Linked DNA regions of Mus musculus: regions 2 and 3 are each linked to region 1. A link is a contact called in public promoter capture Hi-C data. All regions are on one chromosome and are shown on one strand. The core of a region is the stretch at or near the end of the contact, and the rest is flanking DNA. Distances in the headings are between cores, read along the strand shown. Region 1 holds the start of Rhno1 (RAD9-HUS1-RAD1 interacting nuclear orphan 1). Region 2 holds the start of Cd69 (CD69 antigen). Region 3 holds the start of Clec2m (C-type lectin domain family 2, member m).

Evidence for each region. Promoter capture Hi-C pulls out the DNA fragments that hold promoters and counts their contacts.
Region 2: a contact with region 1 is called in a promoter capture Hi-C map of pre-B cells, with 4 times the contacts expected there. The contact joins the promoter of Cd69 here to the promoter of Rhno1 in region 1. A contact is called at or near these places in 1 of 39 promoter capture datasets (pre-B cells) and 1 of 115 datasets of contacts at active chromatin or transcription factors (memory CD8 T cells).
Region 3: a contact with region 1 is called in a promoter capture Hi-C map of pre-B cells, with 5 times the contacts expected there. The contact joins the promoter of Clec2m here to the promoter of Rhno1 in region 1. A contact is called at or near these places in 1 of 39 promoter capture datasets (pre-B cells) and 1 of 115 datasets of contacts at active chromatin or transcription factors (bone marrow-derived macrophages).

The regions. Positions count from the first base shown.
Region 1 is chr6:128,361,102-128,365,232 of GRCm38.p6, reverse strand. It overlaps Rhno1 (RAD9-HUS1-RAD1 interacting nuclear orphan 1), which reads left to right and starts at 2,322. Exons shown (of 3, transcript NM_001326585.1): 1 at 2,322-2,394. It overlaps Foxm1 (forkhead box M1), which reads right to left and starts at 2,239. Exons shown (of 8, transcript NM_008021.4): 1 at 2,116-2,239.
Region 2 is chr6:129,273,720-129,277,705 of GRCm38.p6, reverse strand. It overlaps Cd69 (CD69 antigen), which reads left to right and starts at 2,337. Exons shown (of 5, transcript NM_001033122.4): 1 at 2,337-2,484. The coding sequence starts at 2,421.
Region 3 is chr6:129,329,970-129,334,294 of GRCm38.p6, reverse strand. Clec2m (C-type lectin domain family 2, member m) reads left to right here and starts at 2,514. Exons shown (of 5, transcript NM_199034.4): 1 at 2,514-2,800; 2 at 3,261-3,347. The coding sequence starts at 2,731.

The DNA.
Region 1 (4,131 bases), core at 1,073-3,572:
CTATGAAAAGGCAAACAAACAAGACAAAGATGTGTGTGTGTGGGGGGGGGGGTGCTGGCAAGATGGCTCAGAGACTGAAACCATCAGCTGCTAAGCCCGGCCACCTGAATTCAATCCCCAGGACCACAATAGTGGGAAGAGAGAATCAGCCCCCGACCGGTTCCCTCCAACTTCCACATATACACTGTGGCATGTGGGTCAATCCTGCCCCCAGTAAAAATGTAAAAACATCTTTAACATCTTTTTAAACGTTTGGCCAAAGGAATACATGAGTCATCTACAAGAATGTGGAAATGCCTGCCATTGTGTACTAGAAGGCAAGTCACTTGCAATGACTGGGGAGAGGGATGAGAGACGATGGGTCGGGTGGACAGGAGGCTATTAGGAGTCCTGACAATACTTTTGATTCTGCAGTCCTTTCTGTGACAACGCCTTGGCCAGTTTACATCTTTGCAGGTCACAGGGTCAGTGCATACAGAGGCAGAGGCAGGAGGCCCTATTGCCACAACACTGGTGAGATCAACCACTAGTCTGCAAGATCCCAGACAAAAGGGGGGGACTTCCGTACTGATGGCTCACAGCAATGTGTGTAGACTGTGCAGTCTCATTTATTCCAAAGTTTTCAGTACTGTGACTGAACTCAGGGCTACACATACAGTAGGCAAGGACTCTACTCTACTCCTGAGCTATACCCTATGGCCCTTTTCCATCAGTCTCAAATAATGCAGGGGACCTTAAACTTCTGATTCTCCTGCCTCCACCTGTTAGAATCACAGGTGCAGCTACAATACCAGGTTTATGTGGTGGTAGGGATTGAACCCGGGGCCTTGTGAATGCTTGTAAGTGTTCTACAATAAAAACCCCAATCCTTTTGAATTGGGAAAAAAAAAAAAAGATTTTCAAGAGCTTCCATTAACCACTGAGCCATCTCCCCAGCCCCATTACATTAATTTTTTTTTTAAAGTGTGTTTTTCTTCTTTCAAAATTTGCAAAGCATTTGCACAATGATATTTTGGTACCTGAAAGTAACTATATTTTAGTGGGATTTTTTTGTTTTTTGTTTTGTTTTGTTTTGTTTTTGAGACAGGGTTTCTCTGTGTAGCCCTGGTTGGTCTGCAACTCAGAAATCTGCCTGCCTCTGCCTCCCAAGTGCTGGGATTAAAGGCATGCGCCACCACTGCCTGGCAATATTTTAGTTTTGTGAGTATAATACTCTATATACCTTGATCTTCTGCTTCAAAAGTAAGATTGTAATACTGATCTCCTTCATACTAAGATGTGCCATCATTAATAAGCTTAAGGTGGCTTTTATATTTGAGACAGAATCGCCTGTAGTCCAGGCTGGCTTTGAACTGCTGAGCCTCTGGCCTCTAATTTTCTAGTTGCTGAGATTACAGTCACTCACCACTATGCCTGGCTATGCTAAAGTGGTTTTGAAACGCTAAGGAAGGAAGTCTTTAGAAAAAGCATTCCTATGGATTTTTTTATAGGTAGATAGAATAATTTATCATTAAGTTAAATCCTGTCACTTTTGCAATCCTGTGAGAAACAGAGAAAGCAGCTGTCGCTTTAGGACACCTGCCAAAGAAGGGATTACACTCTTTTGACGTTTGCCAGCTGCTTAAGAGTTCTCAGGTCCCTTCCACCCTGCAGCTCTCTTCATACTCCGTTCTCTCGACCTTCAAATCTCAGTTTTCGTTTTCCTTCCCATTGCACCCCACCCCAATCAGATGTTAGACACCCCCCCCCACCACCACAGGGGCTCTCTTTGACCAGCCTTTCCCTAACACTCCCAATATCTTCTAGCGGAAGGAGACTTGCAGAGCCACCCCACGACCCCATTATTCTCCACACTCAACAGGGAACCTTGCAACCAACACTCAGCCAGGATCCCGCCCTGCAGCGGTGGAGGCGGAGGCAGGGTTGACTGCAAATGCAGACTCCGAGGGCAGGCCTGTTCCCAGGGTCCGGGGATGCTCGGAGAACACGGCGGCGGCAAGGCCGAGGCCGGAGGCTCAGACCTTCTTCCCGGCGGTGCCCAACACCCCCTCGCGCCCCACAGCCCCGGCAGTGCCGACTCCGAGCCCTCCCTGGACCCGGCCGCACCCCACTCACCTCACAGGCCGCGTCTGCTCCACGCGGGGCCGAGCCGGGCCCGGGCGGCGGGTCCCGGCGGGACGGCCGGGGTGGGAGCCCGGGGCGGGGTGACGGGGGAGCCCGGGCCGGGGGTGGGTCCCGCAGCGCCGCTTTCAGTTGTTCCGCTGTTTGAAATTGGCGCCGGCGGAGCGTTGCGGTCACGTGACGGAGCGTCGCCAATCGGCACCGGCTTGTCTCCGGGTTCCGGCCCCGAACGCTCGGTGTCCTGAGGAGCGGCGGCCGCGGCCGGGAGGGCGGGTAAGGCGGCCCCGGCGGGGCTCGAGGGGCGGCGGGAGGGACGCGGGGACGCGCGGACGGCGGCCAGCAGCCTGCTCCGCCCCGCCCCGGACCGCCCTGCCTCAGTGGTCGACTTCCTTCCGGGACAGCGTACGCCACTTCCCCGGGCTGGCTACCCACTCGGTTACCCCTGGGTCCCCCGCCCCGCTCAGTCCACGCGGCTCCGTGGGGTCCGGCTTGGGTTTCTGGCCCTAGACTTGCGGTTACGTGGCTCCGCCCCGCTCCGGTCTGTGGCCGCCTCCTCCCGGGCCCCAGCCCCCGAGGTGTCCGGACGATCGTTTATTCCCTCGAAGTACTTTACGATAAGAGCGGAGGATACAGCGGCGGACCCGGGCGTCCTCCCCCTGGCCTCAGCGTCTGATGGCGAGGGAGCACAGAATGAGATGAACAGATCGGTAGAATTCTAGCTACAGAGGAACAAGTTAGAGGCCGGTGGGTTTTGTCTGACACAAGGTTGTGTAGAATTCTGGATCCTCGTGTTTCCGCCTTCGGAGTAGCCGGGGTCACTGGCTCGCCCTCCCGCAGCCTCCTGTGATAACTTTGTTTATTTTAATGAGATCTTGACTTAGGACAGTAAAGCCGTTCTTTCTTTCTTTCCTTTTTTTTTTTTTAAAGGAGCTGAGAACGCGGTGTAAGATCTGTTACCCATTACACAGAAGAGAGGGAAACCCTGAAGTAAATAGAGAAGGGAGAGCTGCTTTGACCGGGAGGAGGCCTGCTGAATACAAAGGCCTAAGATGTAGTGAGTGTGGTATGCTATGAGACAGGAGGCAGGGTCTTCGCCTTTCTGAATTTTGTTCTTATTTAATATTTGAAGGAACCCGGTTAGAAGTTGTAAGCAGCTAGGTATGTGGCACGTACCAATAATCCTGGTGTGAGACAAAAGGGCCTCACATTAGTCTAGTCTGGGCTACATAATAAGACTGTGTTTGAAGAGTGAGCAGAGTGTGGTGGTGCACACCTTTAATTCCAGCACCCAGGAGGCAGAGGCAGGCAGATCTCTGAATTCCAGGCCAGCCAGGTCTACATTGCCAGCCCCAGGCTAGCCAAGGCTACATAACAAGACTCTATCTCAAAGATTAATAAAAATAGGCAAAGGCTGAGCAGAAACGAGCCAAAACCTGACTTCGATTTTGTTTGGGTAAGAGATTATATAGCTAAAACTGAGATGGGATGTGGCCCTATTTCCTATTTCATGGATTGTGGATTGATTGACTAAAAGCAAACTGAGCCGGAGAATTCACCTGCTTCCTGTCTGCTAAGGTGATGTGCCCAGCTGCTGTCAAGTTCCCGCTGCTGAGACTCCTCAACACTGTACCCTGGATCTGTGAGCCAGAGCAGGCCCTTCTTTCCTTAACTTGCCTTCCCAGTGGGGCCAGCCTGTGATCCCATCATGTGGGAGGTGGAGACTACATAGTGCATTTGAAGCCAGGGGAGGCTATGCGAGACCCTGTCTCACAAAAGCCAAAATAATTCTATGAGGGCTGGTCTATAGCCAAGAGGTACAGTTACTGCCTAATGTGCTGAGGCCTGAGGTTCAGTCTGAAAGCCAAAAAGAATATATTCAAAACCATGCAAAGTCGGGATTGCTGGATGCTAAGTACATGCGACTTAATCCGTAACTCGGTTGACATCTCCTTATATGCTAGAGAATCTGGGCTGTTCTTTTTGTTGTTGTTGTGTTGTTGTTTGTCTTTT
Region 2 (3,986 bases), core at 1,088-3,587, 910 kb before region 1:
TGCTCCCTGACCTGCTTGAGTTCCAGTCCTGACTTCCTTTGGTGATGAACAGCAGCATGGAAGTGTAAGTCGAATAAACCCTTTCCTCCCTAACTTGCTTCTTGGTCATGATGTTTGTGCAGGAATAGAAACCCTGACTAAGACTGATGGATTGGTGGATGGGTAGACAGACAGACAGACAGACAGACAGACAGACAGACAGACAGATGAAAGTAAATAAGTAAATATGGGGCTTGAGAGGTGATGACTCAGTAGTACAGACAGACAGACGGACGGATGGACAGACGAACTGACAGCCGGATGGATGGATGATTGATGGATGGGTAGATAGATAGATAGATAGATGGATAGATAGATAGATAGATAGATAGATAGATAGATAGATAGATAGATGAACGTAAATAAATAAATATGGGGCTTGAGAGGTGATGACTCAGTAGTACAGAGTTCTTATTGTTCTTTCAGAGGATCAGAGTTCAGTTCCCAGCTTAAGGAAACTCACATTGCTTGTGACTCTAACTCCATGGAGCCTTCTTCTGTCCTCTGTGGGAACCAGCACACACATACATGACTCACACACACATAAATATAATACAATTTTTAAAAATTAAGTTTAATAAAGGTAAATAAATTAAAAAATACTCACTTGAGCTGCCCTTTTCCTTTAAAGAGCTTAGTTAGGAGCCAACTTATAGCAGAGGCTGGCTATGATGACTCTCCCTGCCTATTTTTTGTCAGTTCTGAACTCTATGAAAACCTCATCCCATCCAACAGGCATGAGTCAGAAGAGCACTTCTTGGTATTCATGAGTATCTGGACCTTCCTGCTTTTCACTTGATACTGAATTAATTACCTTATTTATTATGGGAAAACCTGGCACATAGGCATATGGAAAAAGAACCGCTAAGACACAACCGAAAGACCTAAAGGCCCTGCAGTGGCAGGCTCCTGGGCACTCCTATGGAATAAGAAGAAGCTCTCTGTTGTAGAGGGAAAGTAATAGAGGAAGTGCCCAGAGGCCAATGTAGAGGTTCTTCTTGGCTGTAAGGTCTTTGGATTTTAAGGAACCTTTATTAGGAAGCCTTTGGTGAGCTGAATGTTCTCAACAAGATGATATGACATACTTAATCTCATCCCAGCTGCTGTGCAGGAAAGATACTGAGAACAAAAAGGCACATTAGGACCAGCATGTACCTGTCTGTGTCTCAAGCAGACAAATCCACCTGCTGGCTCACCTCAGTTGTCTGTGCCGGTACCTTCCAAGCAACCTAAGCATTATATCTTCACAAAGGCAAACCAGACAACTTTACTCCAGGTCCTTTGACAATCTCTCCATTCTCTGCTCTATTCCATATGTCAAATGTAGAGATCATTCCAGAATGTAAGAAATCATGCTTGTAATTTTTTAAGATCCTCACACTTGACTTACCAAAACAGACATTTTCTGCATTTATGTGGTGCTCAATAACTTATCTGAATGAGATGGATATCATGGGAAGATATGTGTATAGGGATCATCTTCCAAATATCCGAGGCCACAGACACCTGAAAAGGACATGGGGAAATAGAAGGAGATATTCTGCAGTGAGACAAAGTAAGTTTGACAGTGGAGGATGACAAGAAAATGAGCAAGGGATGATGAAATAGATAACTGAAGAGAAACAGTTTTAGATCACACCGAGGAAGTTTCAGACCACAAGCTTTCTGTTTCCTGCACTAAAGCAACTCCTGACACTTGAAAGAACTAGTCTCTGGGGAAAAAAGAAGTGAATGCCACACGTTTTAAATCCATAATTAACTAAATAAAACTTGTCCAATTGAGAGAGAGGGAGAGAGAGAGCCACAAAGATAGAGATTTTAAAATCCCTACTCAACAGTACATCTTCTGGCCACCAACAGCACCTGGTACATAATGGGTATTCAATAAATGCCTGTACCTGCCTACATATACAAAGAAACCAATGCAAAGGATTGCATGAAAAAGTTTTACTCTCTCTTCCAGTGCTTTTCCATGTCAAATACAGCAATCTCAAACTTTTAGCTCCTTGTTTAGATTATACCATTTCCTAAGTTATTTGTGTTTTTAAAAGTTTGTGGAAGGATGTCTTCGATTCTGGGAAAATCCCATTTATCTCTTCCTCTTGAAGCTACAGTTGTGAGAAAGCACATTTCAGACAGCAGGGAAAACCCGCAGCTCACCACAACAACACACGGTGAAGTGTCTAGGCCGCTGGAGCATAAATTAAAGAGAACTGGCTGAGTTGAGTGAGTACAGGGTAGGAGGAAGGGGTGGAGCCTAATCGAGTATAAAGGCTGAAATCCTCCGAGATCAAGACACTGAACAAGACAGCTCCAGCTACATCTCTCCGTGGACCACTTGAGAGTCGCCAGGGACCTTGAGGGGAAAAAAATTAAAAAGGATGGATTCTGAAAACTGTTCTATAACGGAAAATAGCTCTTCACATCTGGAGAGAGGGCAGAAGGGTAAGTCATGTGATTTCTTACATTCTGGAATGATCTCTACATTTGATGTGTGGAATAGAGCGGAGAATGGAGAGATTATCAGAGGACTTGGTTATGTTCTGTTTCAATCAGTAAAAGAGAAACTGGGCATAGGTAAATACCTCTCTAGCTATGAGAAGACAAGATACTTGTATGAGAGAGAGCTATATGACTTTCAGATGATCTTGAAAGGACTTTTCCTTTGAATAGATTTGTAACATCTCAACTCGTGGATTTAAATGATAAATGATAAATTGCCTGGCTTGACCTAGTTATTCTCTATAGTTTTCCCATAACCACCATCATCAGTAAGTTTTATCCTTTTCTTTATGAAGAACTCTGTTTTTCACACAAAGAGTTACGTTCTTGCTCTTTCCTTATCCATTTGCCTGCTTTCTGTGTGTATTCCCTCATTAGTGTTCTCCTCATGAATCCTCCAGTGGTTAGCAGCATTCGGGTCTCCAGGCTCAGAGAAAACAGCATTACACACACCTGAACATGTGCAGTGTCATATGGTGATGCATTAGAATGTAACCCTGTCATTAAAATGTCATCTTCTGCAGAGACCTATGGAATCTCCTCCTTACATTTTGTTCTGTCTCTCTCCTCCAATGAATCACTTCAAATTCTATGACTATATATTTTTCTTCCTTTTTACAAAAGCATGATCACCCTTCACATTTCTGTCTCTTCTGTCTGTTTCTATCTGAGTTGTAAGGAGCCCTCCAGCACTTAGCACTTGGGAATGAGAGTTATTTGAAAGCACGAGCGATCCAGTTAATAAAGGGATTTGCTATGACCAACACCGCCAAGATAGTTGGTGAGGAACGAATTATTTTCTGAGTTTCTCTGTCAAGTTGTCTTGTTGTGTAAAAAAATTAAAAATAAAAAATTTTTTAAAAGTCTCAGTTACCTTTAAAATCTCATCCCTTCTTTGAGAGCATGAAGTCAAAAACATAGATATAAAGTCTACAATATTCATTTTTAGATACCTAAGCAACCCATACCTATATGTCTCACTTAAATTTTTTTTAAAAAGCAGATAATAATGAAACTATAATAAATAGTGGAATGAAGGAAAGACCAAATGCAGAAATTCCTGACCTGGCCTGGGGTCAGCTCCATCTACCTTTGTATATTTAACTTATGTTCTCACGGCCATGACCTTAGCAACACAGCAGCAGTGGAATCAACAGGCTCCTCCTTGGGTGACTGAAAGTTGGTAAATAGGTGGATCTGTTTTCATGCTCTCCATTAATGCACAGGCCTCAGGAGTGTGCTGTTAGGGGGGGATGTTTTGTTGCCTAGGTGACAAGTTGAACTGTGGTTAGCCATGACCCTTGGAGATGGAAATAAACTGTCACGTGGGAGTTGGTCTACATAGTCTACCCACCAGGTGGGTCAATGGGCTGAATGAACTAGTTGAGGTCTAGGGTTGCTTTGGATGTGGGTATGTTTGCTGTGCAGTCAGAGATATTGATAAA
Region 3 (4,325 bases), core at 1,265-3,764, 970 kb before region 1:
CAGCATGAACAAAGGGACCTGATCCAGAACAAAAGAAAAAGCATTTCTTTTTGCTCGAGGCGGGCCCTCGTGGGCGTTGGGGGTTTCAGATCATGGCTGGATGGCAGCAGCATAGTTCGGATGTGAGGATTAGGCACTGCTTTATTCACAATAGTGTTACGGTAAAGCAGAGTCACCCACTGCAAAGGCCAAGCAGAAAAGGGAAAGAGGAAAAGACAGAAGTCTGTAGTCCAAGGACACCACCAGCTCCTTCCTCTGCCTCTGATGTATTCCACTGCCTCCCACGAGTGCCACCATGTGGACCTGAGGCGTCAACACAGGCGTTTGAGGTCTAAACCACAGTGTTGAAGGAAGTAACAACCCCAGTAGCCATGTTTCTGCCAAGTACGATTGCTATTAAAAGAAACCTCAGAGCAAAGGAAAAGCACGTGCATCCTTTATACAACAGAACACTCGGTCCAGCTGTAATCGTCTCTGCCCCACGCCAACGCCCCCGAAGCCCCTAGAGATGTGATGGGGAAAAATGCACCAACTGTGAAATTGCCTCTGATGCCAGGACAGTAAAGGGGACGTTGCCAGGCAACAGACTTTACTCCAGACCAAGTTCCAATATTGCCACAAGCCATTGCAGACCCTGTTCAAGCATTATATAACATCATGTACTTTTAATTAATTCACCTCCAAGGAACTGGAATCTAAATATCACACACTCTTAACTATCAAAAACAAGCTGTCTCTAATTGGTGTGTAAAACATTGAAATATTCATTCTGAAATAATTCATTTCAAAATCTGACTGTAGGAAAACACGAGCCAGATGAAAGGAGTATGGCACAAAAGATGAGTGACATAAAGACTTAAAATAATATGTTTAGAGTAATCATGGAACATTTCCTTATTAGATAAAAGAGCAAAACCGTTTAGAAGACATCATTTTACTTTTGAAAGTTATTTATAAGGTTAATATATATTTTTAATTCTCTCCTATTTTCACTTTTCCAACAGAAAATGACAGTTGTGAGATTGCGGTGAAGGAAGACTCACTAGCAGTAACTCTCAGTCGTGCTCACAAAGGACTTGGCATTACAAGCCCTGGATAGGCCAGCCACAGCATGAAGGACCCTGAGCTGTCAGGTTCTTGAGTTCCCTTGACTCAAGATGCCCTTCCATTAGGACACTGTCCCACCTCAGACCTTTGTCATTCCTGAGCCCTCATGACTCCCGATGCCCTTTCACTGGGACACCTTCTCCCTTTAGAGCTTTATTGGTTCCTGGGCTTCTGAGTCCCAGGATACCCTCCCATCCGAGTAGAAACGCTTACCCCCAAAGACCTGCACCTCCCTAGTATTGACATTATGAAAGCATCATGATACCACACCTAGCTTTATTTACTTGGGTTCTGAGGATCAAACTCTGGCCCTCATGTTTCAGAGGTGAGCATTTCACCAAAGGCATGTACCTGCACTGTGCAGGGGCCCTTCTGCTTACCCTTGTGCTTCTGAGGGTTTTCCAGCAACCATCTCTGTGTGGTAAAGGGGCTAAAGAAAGACCCTGATCCTGACCAGACCCCAAGACCAAGGCAAAAAACACAGAATCCCACCAATTCTCAGCTTGCCACAGAAACTCACCAATTGGTGATAATAAAAAAAAAAAATCAATCCCTGCTCCCTCCACCCCACTCCCCAATCTCAGGACTTGAAATCCCACCAAAATCTTGACCTTGGAAAAAACTCTGCTCCACAAGAAACACTGCATAAACCCTGCCTTTGGCTCAGTTCCCTGCTGGAAACAGAGCAGAAGCAGCCACTCTGATGGGTTTCTCCCTTTCTCCCCTGAGTAGCTTTTGGTGAGAAGGTTTTATCACAGCAACAGAAAAGCAAACTTAGACAGTTAACAATCTTCTTATATCAGATTTTACAGATGTGTGGCACCACATATAAAATATGGGCATGCTGATGTTTCTTATGTTTGAATTACAATGGAATTTAAATATTCCTTAATCCGATCTTTCAATTCCCCAATACAAGATGAAGAATGGTTTCAGTGTTTGGGGGAAATTAAAGATAACAAAAAAGTATAATTCCTTCTTCAATTACGGGAATCTGTAGGCATGATTCCAGCTTCTGTAGGAATACATCATTCTGAGCTTCTGCAAAGAGGATAGTACCTGTGTAGGAAACAAACCTTAATTTACCATGAGTTTACTTTGCCAAGTTTCACAATACAATTCACCGGACCGTTGGAAGTAAAGAGAAAGCGATTAAAAGCAAAGTAAAACTGGATGTGGGGCTCAAAGATCAAGAAAGGATAAGTGTGATTTACAGTTAGTTCAAACAACTCTAAAGTTACACGGGCTTTATCAGATAGTTTACACGGGAGACACTATACAAAGACCAGGGAAGGGGAAGTCTTGACTGGATAGCTGAAGGGAGAGGATGCTAATCAGGCTTCCCCATGGCGACCAGCAGCCAATCAGGGCAGCTAGCGAGACACCCGTTGGAGCGTGCTACCGTTAGAGGACAGGGCCAGTGAGATGTCTTGTGGCCCATCATGCAGAACCATCACGCTGGAGTGGTGCTATCTCTCCCATCTATCAATCTTGCTCTAGTCTTGATTCCAAAGAAACTCAGCCCTCCGAGTCTAGAGCTTTGAAGACAACGGATACAACTATCAGTTCTCCTTTCCGCTTAAGAATTTTCTCAATCTCTGTAGTCACTGGAGCACCATTTCTATGCAGACCGACACTTCACCCAGACTACCTCAGACAAGCCATGAACGCAGGCATCACAGGTTAATGTTCGGTAAGGAGATGACTGGGTTTCATTGAAAGCTAAGACTGGTAGCCTCTGCCTGTGAGGCAGAGGTGAACTTTAAGAAAAAGTGGCCATCATCAACAAAGGCTCAAGACTAAAAGTGAAGATGATACACTCCCGCTCCACCCTCCTCACAACAGAAGACATTTTATTAAAACCAAACCAAACCAAACCCACCCACCCGCGCCCCCCCCCCAAAGCCACAAAAGGTGGGGGACTGTGTTTTTGTTCTTCAAGCTTTGCTGGAGAGTGTTTTGCCCAGCTCTTGGAAGTGACAAAGTACTGTACAGACAAAAGCCAAAGTCACACCTGAGTGCCTTTTCCCTTTTCCTAATAGATCAATGGCTGAGTTGTGTATAGGATACAGAGATTATGGCTTTTTTAATGGAGGTTTTGTTTGCTTGTTATTTTTCTCTGGTAGTGACCTGTCTGCTTGCTTTATGTACAGATGCGAAGAAAGTGCTGACCCTTTGGACCCTGCTAGGAGGTGCTGTTGCTGTTCTTCTTTGGGGGTTTTTCAGTTTTCCTAGAAAATGTAAGTGATCAATTTCTACTAAAAACACTTGATAGTGGTATTGGCTATTCAGCCTGACCCCTCCACCTGCTTTACCTCCTAGATTAGTCTATTGATAAATATGTATTACATTTAAACAGAGTACCAGCTGGGATATTTTCCTGAAAAAAAAAATAGATTAGATTTGTTTCTAGAGGACTTGCTATGCATAAATTCATTCTATTTGAAGCAGGAGGAAGGAGGGTTCTGAGTCAGGGTGATCAAATAAAGCTTTATGAAGAGCTGGGTGTATGTGGTCAACGGTAAGATCTTGTAAGGCACCATATTTGTGTCAAAATTGTGTCAGCTATAGTGGTGGTGGGGAGGGGCAAGCAAAGTGGGGTATGCTAAGCTGCATTTGTTAACTCAGGGCCACAGGTGCATGGAACCCTGATTCCAGCTTTACTCTAATAGAAGCAATGGGTGGGAGACGAGCCCACCCACCGTTACCACCACACGGACTCTCCAGACAGTGAAGTGTTCAGGTTCTACTGAAGATCCTATATCCTCTTACTCTGTCATCAGGCTCTCCTCTCTCATAGGCCATTGCTGTTCACACTCCACTGCAGCATCTTCATCAGCAGCACAGTAGATCATAACTTAGTTCATTAGCCCCTACTCTTCCTTTGCATAGTGTTTATGGTTACTGCTTAATTCAGAAACCTTGAAATGTGTTCTTTGCTTATCTTCTCTCTCCCCTCCCTGCCAGTCTGCCTTCCTCCTCTCCATCCATCCTTCCTTTTCTTTCTGGGCTGTCATGTAGTCTAAGCATATGGCCTGCCATTAGATTACATCTCCAGCTCAAAGTACTTGGTTTTTATTGGGTTTGGTTTAGTTTTCCATGAGGACAATTGGTGTTTGGAGCTGGACCCAGGGCCTTGTGTATGCTAAGCTCTACCTTGAAGCAACACCCCAGGACCTGGCCTCTCTAATATTGAATCCACTCTGATCAGGTTTCTG